Regions from separate parts of the Zea mays genome. Here region 1 is linked to region 2. The links are chromatin contacts, called in public Hi-C maps. All regions are on one chromosome and are shown on one strand. Each heading gives the region's core, a stretch centred on a gene start, on an enhancer-like site or on the middle of the called end of the contact. The rest is flanking DNA. Distances are from core to core; before and after follow the strand shown. Region 1 has its middle 110 kb from the start of LOC111591383. Region 2 holds the start of LOC100273105.

Region 1 (4,196 bases), core at 1,131-3,630, 860 kb after region 2:
CAAATAGTAGAAAGACAGGATGAAGAGGGAAGGCTGGAAGTAATAGATGAGGATCAGCTGTATAACCTCTTGGGCTTGACGGTTGATGAAGAGAATCCTCCTGCAGATGCTATGGGCAATGATGGTGATGCTGGGAGGGTTGATGGTGAGGCAGGGAGGGTTGATGGTGAGGCTCCTAATGTTTTCGATGATAGTTTTGGCGCAGCGATTCTAGTTGATGAAGATGTGCCTGAGGAGAGGGTGTTTGTGCACGACCCAGGTAAGCCTAGCATGAGTATTGGCACAGTGTATCCTGACATGAAAGAGTTTAGATTGGCTATGCGCCAATTTGCTATAAATGAGGAATTTGAGCTGCACATCGCAAAAACTGACCGAACTAGGTACATTGGGTATTGCAAAGGAGATGGATGTCCTTGGCATATTGTTGGACGGAGACAACCAGATGGAAAAACGGTTATGGTATTTTTTGGTGCAGCTAGTAGTCATTTTACATAGCATGTATTTTATCGTTTCACTAAAGCTATTAGTGATTTATGAATTTTTTATCTATTCAGGTGACTGTGCTGATTGGTGGTCACACCTGTACATCAAGTGCAAGAAGGAAAACCACTACACCCACTAGTGCTCGGGTAGCTTCTAAAGCTGTTCATATCCTACAAAAGAAACCAGCCATGAAGACTGTTGAGCTGAGGGACAAGTTACAGGAGGACTTTTGTTGTGAGATTCACTATGACACTGTATGGAAAGGAAGACAGAAGGCATTACGAGAACTGCATGGCAGCTGGGAACAGAGTTTTCAATTGTTGTTCAATTGGAGAGCAGAGGTAATGAAGCGTTCACCTAGTAGAGACAGCTAATGCAGACCAAAATGTGCAAGAGGCAAATGCTATCATATCAAGTCCTATCAGACCAAATAGAGAAACAATATTACAAGATAGCCTATTAGATTGACTAGAAGGTCTGCACTATTTGTGAACTGCATTCTAGTGTTGCAGCTAATGGTAACTGCATTCTAATTCAATCATTTTTGCAGGGGGCTTGCTATGTTGCTTGGGGAGAGCACAAGTGAGCAGGCTGACTTCAACCTTGGCAGCAACAAAGATTTGGATGTGTCGCCAACAAAGCTTACAACAACAAAGAATGCAAAGCCTGCAAAAAAATGACACCAAGGAAGAAGAAGAAGAACCTGACAGCAAGTGAATGAACCTGACAGCAAGTGTATGCCACCAAGCAAAGTCTGTTTGGACTTGTTTGAAATCAATGTATATGAATTGTGTGACTCTTTTTATGAGTCCAATGTGTGTAAATTTTAATATCTTTCTGTCTGAACATCTATGAAACCAGTGAGTCTAAACTATGAACACCTATGTGGTCATTTGAATTGTGAACATCTCTGAAATTTTATTTGAACTTTATCGATTGGTGTGCTGAAATTTCTGTGCTGAAAATTGCACCGTGCTGAAAACTGTACTGTATTGGATTTTGTTGCAGATTGGTGTGCTTCTCTGTACTGTGCGCTAGAAAGCACAGAATTTTTTTTGCGCCAACTTCCATCAGAACAGCACTAGTCAGCTTGGTCTGGACGCTTTATCTGAACCTGGGTTGGAGCAATTTATTGGTCTGAACGCTACTCTTATTTGAACCAAGGGTGGAGTAGTTTTTGAACCTGGTCTGGACGTTTTTTTTTGAACCTGGGTTGGAACAGCCTATGTGCCAGTTTTCGAACGCTCCTCTTATTTGTACAGTTAACGGCGTTAAATGGCCGAAGGTTATAATGTGCTGAAGGGATAAAATGGCATTTTGTCTGTTGAACAATGATTGAAAATAGCGTAGCGGCGAAACCCATTTTTATGATGGCATTTGGACGAAACCCGTATTTGATAATGGCGAATGGGCAAATAACTCGTCTAAGGACGAGGCAGAAAGTGGGGCCCGTCAGAGTTTCGCCAGGCCGGCACAAACTGGAGTACGCTGGACGCATTTGCTGCCGCATGCCGCCAAATGCCACCTGTTCGGTTCCCCCCCTATCCCCACCCCACACCCCAGCTGGCCAGCTCACCGCGATGCTACGACGGCGCGCTCCGTCCACCCCGCTCACCGACCAACCACCCGCAGCCGCAGCAGAGCAGAGAGCAGTGTAGAGGGAACTCACGGACCTCACGTTGAGTCCACTTGTCAGCAAGCAAACATCGATGCAGTGGACTCGGACTCTGTGTACGCGAAGCAGGTGCCTCACGTCGGATCGAACGTACTCCATGCGGCCGGCGTGCGGCTGCGCGCTTCATCACTTCGGAGTTCGGACAGCAGTACAGCACCAGGGCCCCTGCGGCCCTGCCCCCTGGCCCGGCCTGTTGGGGAGGTACGGTACGGTACGGGGCTGGGCCGCAGGTGTTGGCCTTTGGCCGGACCCCGCCTCTCCCTCCGTTGCCGCACCGGTCCACAGCCACGCAGCTACGGTCTAGGCGTGGTCAGCTTCGCCTTCGCCCCACGGACCCACTGCGCAGCCACCAGGGGCATCCCATTGCTATTAGTTACGGTGCAATAGAAAGCGAGATATATCTGGTTAGTTAATGTTATGTATTACCACTAGCTGGAAAGTCGTAACGAAAAGAGATGAGTATGTGTTAACCGTTATGAACTAGCCTAACCAAACAAAAAAACAAAGGGAATATATACCACTCTAAACTGATCCCTGACAGAAACATCTAACCAAACCGCCACTGAAGCGATGATTTCTTTTTGTCAGATAAAAACTGAAGTATGGATGGATTTTGTGTCCGTTCTGCCACGACGAGGTTCCGTTTGAAACGTGTCGGCTATTCGCCCGACTTCTACTGCTCTTACACAATGTTTTATCTCTATAAATTATAGCTGCAGCAATTCTAACTGTTTGATTTAATCCGAAACGAACAGTCTAGTGGCTTGGTACTCTCCGAACAACTAGAGTAATTTTAAAATAAACCTTTTTTTGCTAGTATCTTCTGAAATACAACTTAACAAAAACAAGACATTAAAATCTAGGACATACTCCGTACTATTCGGTACCACTCAAGCATTGGAGCCTCAGTCCTAGCTTCACCTCCGTACGTGTGCCTAGAAAGGCAGACACTGACCCCTTAGGACTAATCTGAAAGCAAAGAAAACCAAACCTAAAAGAAAAAAAAAGACTCCCGTAATAAATAAATATCTTATTAAATCAGATCCTCATGAATTTCTTACTTTTAAAAAAAGTAGAGGGGTCCAAAAAGATTTAAGTTTTTAAACTGATCCTTTAATAAACGCCAGTATGTAGAGAGAGATAACAGGCACACGCACATCGTCTTTCTCATCTATCTCGCTCACGTATGTACCTTCGCCCTCACTCCTTTAGCTCGGACGACAACTGCATGCCCAGACCGACGGGGAAACTCAAACTGCATGCAATGACACTTCCAAACCGTCTGTAATGAGACTACCTATCTATATATCTAAGTAACCAAAGCAAGGAAAACATTTGACCGTACAATGCAAACAAGTAAGCTTAGCCTGTTTTTCAAGTTGTGTACATTATAAAAAAAATACTCCCTTCATTCTATATATGTTTTGGATTTTCAAGATACATATTTCTCAATTTTAAATTATAAGATATTTTAACTTTTTAGATATTTTTTTTTACTATGTGTCTAGACATATGGTATATCTAACTGTATAATAAAGTAAATAGATTCGTAAACGCCAACGTCTCGTAATAATTTAGAATCGAGGGAGTAGCTTTTACAATACACTTAGATATACACTATGTATCTAGATATATAATAAATACAATATACCTAAAAAATAAAACATATTATATTTTAGAACAGATGAAGTGTTTTGTATAGAGAGCATATGCATGGAGGCAATCGATTTAAACAATGACGAAATGGTGCAGCGATATACATGATGCATGTTGTTCCATACCTGGCCATGTCAAATATACAGTCCTTCGTTGCGGCGCTCAAGTTCGTTGCCTATCCGACCTCTTATATGTATGCACTATTGGAAACGTATACTACTCCATACGCTCTTTTTATTTGTCGTGTTTTAGTTCAAAAATTAACTAGCGAACGACAAATATTTGAAAACGTAGGTAGTATACAGTAGGGTAATTTGGTCTTATTTTATTTTCTTAGAGAGATAAAAAATAATGTTCTTAGCTTTGAAATTTCTGTATTTTA
Region 2 (4,347 bases), core at 405-2,904:
ATTACTTTCATGATAAAGTTGCTCACAAGTTCCTCTAAAAGCCAAGTTGCGTTTACTAAGAAATTGTCCTGAATATGTAGAACAACTGAATATGTGCAGATCTCATGGAGTCAAAGAGCAGGCAGCAGCCGGCAGGGGCAGGCTGCAGGCGGACGATTGCCTTGCTCTCACGTCTACAGTTTAATTGTCTAAAGCTCCTCACTGTGTTCTAAACTTCTAATGATTAAACGAAGATAAAGAACGAGACATACTAAGAAATAAATAATAAATAAATCAAATGATTGATGATTCCAAACTTCAAATGATGGATCGGTCTGTTGATGCACATGAGCACATCCGCCTCGGCTCCACGCACTACATGGTGGCCACTAGCGAGCAGCCCGGAGGTGGCCAGCGAGCTCATCAGCGGCCACGAGGGCAGCATCTCGGAGCGGCCGCTCACGGCGGTGGGCGCAGACGGACGGCCAAAGAGACGAATCGCAGAGGGATTTGGGCTAATTTTTTCAGTAGTTCAGAGAGCAGTCTGTAGCCGTCAGCCACAACGTACCTGCTAGCTGCTTGATGAAGATGAGAAGACCGGTCGTCGTTCTTGTTTACCGTATCACACTCACAGCAGCCGGCAGAAATTAGGTTAACAATAATAAGTCAATAAATTGTAGAAAGTATAGCAAATAATGGGCTACGTGTTTGGACAATTAGGCTGGTCAGCTAACAAAGTAAATACTATTTGGGCTAGTACTATACTTAAGTATATACCTAAGGGGCCCAACATTTTTGGGGCCCTGGGCGGCCGCCCGGCTCGACCACCCCCAGGTCCGGCCCTTACATGTTGGGGAACATAACAAATGCAAACCACGTTTTGGTGCAAACCTTATGCAAACATACTAAAAAAAGTTTTAAAAAATTCTGAAAAACATGAATATACATATGAGCTTACCTCATCTATATACAAAATTTTATGGTTAAATTCAACTTACTCTGGAACTTAAAAAAGGCAAAATTTCTGATAAACAGTAAAAGTTCAAATACATCAAAATTTGTTTTTTTTGTAACTGTTAGAGTAAGATGAATTTGATCATAAAATTTTGTATATAGATGAGTTAAGTTTAGATGTACATTCATGTTTTTATTTAGATTTTTTTCAATTTTTTAGTAGATTTGTATGAGGTTTACACCAAAACATGGTTTGCATTTAATATGTTCATATGTTCCCGACATGTTGTCTACGTACATCAACCTCCAACGTGAGAAACCTGAAACAAGAACAGGCTGATGGCTCCGTACTCCCTCCGGTGCAGTAAAAGAAGTCATCCTGCGCGTGACCGAGCGTGCACAAAAAGAAGTCATAGCGCGCGTGGGTCTGGGATTTGGACGTTGTTGCCCCTAGTAATTGCACAAAAAAAGATGCATTTAAGAGGAATCAAACTTAAGACCTCCAGTCTAGAATGCCTTGGAGCTGCTGCAGTAACCAATCAAGCCTAATTGTTTTAGTGACGTTAATGCACCCATATCCCTATTTAATAGGGGCAAACAAGGAAAACTCTATGATAATTAATCACTTCTTGGTATGCACAATCATGTTCTAAACGACTACCTTTACTGCACTGGGAGGGAGTACAAAAGAATCCCTCTCAGTTTTCATTCGTGCAATCGTGCTGCTGTCATTTCCACTTGCCTCCTCAATCAAGGCAACCGCCTCGACCACTCAAATGCTGCCGACAACCGCCACGGCCGCCGCGCCGCCGCCGCCCACGGCCGGCCCCGCCTCCTCCCCGAGCGAGCCGCACGCCGCGCTCCTCCTGGCTCTGACCTACATGCGGCTGCGCGAGCTGCTGTCCTGCGCTCGCACGTGCCGCGGCCTCCGCGAGGCCGTCGCGGGGGACCCGCTCCTGTGGCTGCGCCTCGTCGTGGAGCCGCCGCTCAGCCACCGGATCACGGACGAGGCGCTCCTCGCGTTGACGGACAGGGCGCAGGGGAGGCTCCGGTCACTCCACCTCCTCGGGTGCCCCCGCGTATCCGACGCCGGCCTGCTGCGCATCGTCGAGCGCAACCACGACGTCACCGAGGTACTGTCAACTGTGATGCTACTATTGTGCACAAAATTGGTAGATACTATTGGGACTGGATCGTTCATGGAATCAGTTAGTGTTTGCTATTATGCCTCTTCACGGTATCCGTTTAGGATTAGTACTCGTGTAATGGATTTATCTTAATAATATGTTGTTGATTCGCTGCACTGCATGATTTGGATTATCTTATTCCTTAATTTCCCATATAGATCAGTTATATTTCTCAAATTTCGGACAACACCATAACTGATAAACTCTTTTAGTTGTTATGAGCAAACAAGATAAATAGATAATAAAAACTAAAAGGAACTGTCAACGCAAGGTTCGATTCCAGTTGTCTAGACTCTATAAATGTTTTCAAGTCGGACGACTTGCTGACTAGCGCGGTCGGGCGACTTGGCGACTAATCGTGATTTTTCTAAACCGACTTGACGATTAATCACGATTAATCAGACAAATTGAAAACATGCCTAGATGGCACATGTTATTATAACTTGAAGAGAGTAATGGGGATATGACGAGTTTTACCCTTCAATTTAAGGTTTTCTTTTGTAGTTTTATTGCATTTGAGTTGTACCCGGTACACCCTGTCCTAAAGTTTATAATAAGACCACATATTCCAGAAAAGTAAATATTGGTGTTATTTATGTTCCAGGTAACACTAGCTACCCTCCTTAATCCTAGGATTAAATGTATACATGTCACCCAACTTTTACAAAATTGGACGACTAGTTTATTTTGATGCCATGAAGTGGCATGAAAATGAACTACTTTCCAATTTTCCAAAATTTTGAGTGGCATGTTTCCAACTGACCCTTAATCCTATTGTGGACCCCATAAATATTGTTAATCGCAAGAAACAAATAGGTACAATGAAATGCATACTCGATTCTTAGCCGCTCACCGGCCTGCAAGTGACTAAAGCAGCTATGGCTTTCACTTGCATTTGTCGACTGATGTAAGTTCCTAACAAAGAGAATACCTTCACTAAAACAATTTCTTCTGCATTTGCTACTCTTCAAAAAGTACAGAAGATGATGCATGGGAGTATAGGTGAGACTCTAAAACGGAGCTAAAAAACTAGACACCACTATGTTCTCTTTTAACTTAAATCAATTTTACAACCTGCATCCTTATTTTACCATGTCTGTAATACTAACTAATGTGTGTATATATATTTCTACCATGGTTCAAAAATCTGTAGACGCAAGAGCACTGGCCAATGAGAAGAAAATATTTTTGGTTTAGGATTTTGTAACATCCCGTCCACTCCCGGACCGGCGCCTGGTAGCCCTCTAGGATCATATACCATCCCACAGACCAATACGAGTCTTTTGTGCGCATTTTTTCCTCAATCATTCGCACCCGAGAAGACTTCCTGGTCGGTCATTCATCCCAAGATTACTCTAGGCCAAACACGCTTAACCTGAAGGTTCTTTCGAGATAGCCTTTCGAAAAAGATGTACTTTGTTGGTATGAGTACTCTATTAATTTTATTAAGCCTTAGACTAGGATATCACCATCCACTAGGGCCAGGATATCACAATCCACCCCCTTAGAAGACCAACATCCTTGTCAGTCAACCCCAAGCCAGAAACCTCCCGTCTTGGCCACGTCTGTATGTCTAGTGCCGTCATATGTCATGCCATGTGACCACTCCAGGCCCACGTGCGCCATGCGTCATATACCCGAACCCCTAGCCCACACACGCCCATGAAACCGTGAGGGTCGGCTCTGATACCATTTGTAACACCCCGTCCACTCCCGGACCGACGATACTTACTCCTGGTAGCTCTATAGGATCATATACTATCCCCACAGACCAACACGAATCTTTTGTGCGTACTTTGTCCTCACTTAGCGCACTCGAGAAGATTTCCCGATCGGTCACACACGCCAAGATTGCTTCAAGCCAAGCACGCTTAACTTGGAGGTTCTTTCGAGATAGGCTTCCGAAAAAGAAGATGCACCTTGTTGGTATGAGTAATCTATTAATTCTATTAAGTCTTGGGCCAGGATATCATTATCTACTAGGACCAGGATATCACAGATTTCTAATGATATTTTTTTGTTACACTACCATTTCATCAAAATAGCATACAAATGCTACATTTAATTCACTCTCGAAATTGCTTATAATCACTATGATGTAAAATAAACAAATAGGAAAAGTGATGTATGCAATAAGGTACTCCCTCCGTTCTTTTTTATTTGTCGTGTCTTAGCTCAAAAATGAACTAGCGGACGACAAATATTCAACAACGGAGGTAGTATTCTT

What was found. A called contact is a pair of places that touch in the nucleus more often than the background predicts.
Region 1: a Hi-C map of bundle sheath shows a contact between it and region 2, with 4 times the contacts expected there. The contact joins the enhancer-like site here to the promoter of LOC100273105 in region 2. A contact is called at or near these places in 3 of 25 Hi-C or Micro-C datasets (bundle sheath, ear and tassel).

What each region holds. Positions count from the first base shown.
Region 1 is chr4:84,516,156-84,520,351 of Zm-B73-REFERENCE-NAM-5.0, forward strand. No RefSeq gene overlaps it. Among protein-coding and RNA genes, the nearest start is that of LOC111591383, 110 kb to the right of the region's middle. Within about 2 kb of position 2,381, at least 17 of the 20 cell types and tissues checked have an H3K27ac peak or open chromatin away from gene starts, as enhancers often do. A contact at or near this core is called in bundle sheath, ear and tassel, where this site is marked.
Region 2 is chr4:83,653,896-83,658,242 of Zm-B73-REFERENCE-NAM-5.0, forward strand. LOC100273105 reads left to right here and starts at 1,655. Exons shown (of 3, transcript NM_001398895.1): 1 at 1,655-2,066. The coding sequence starts at 1,710.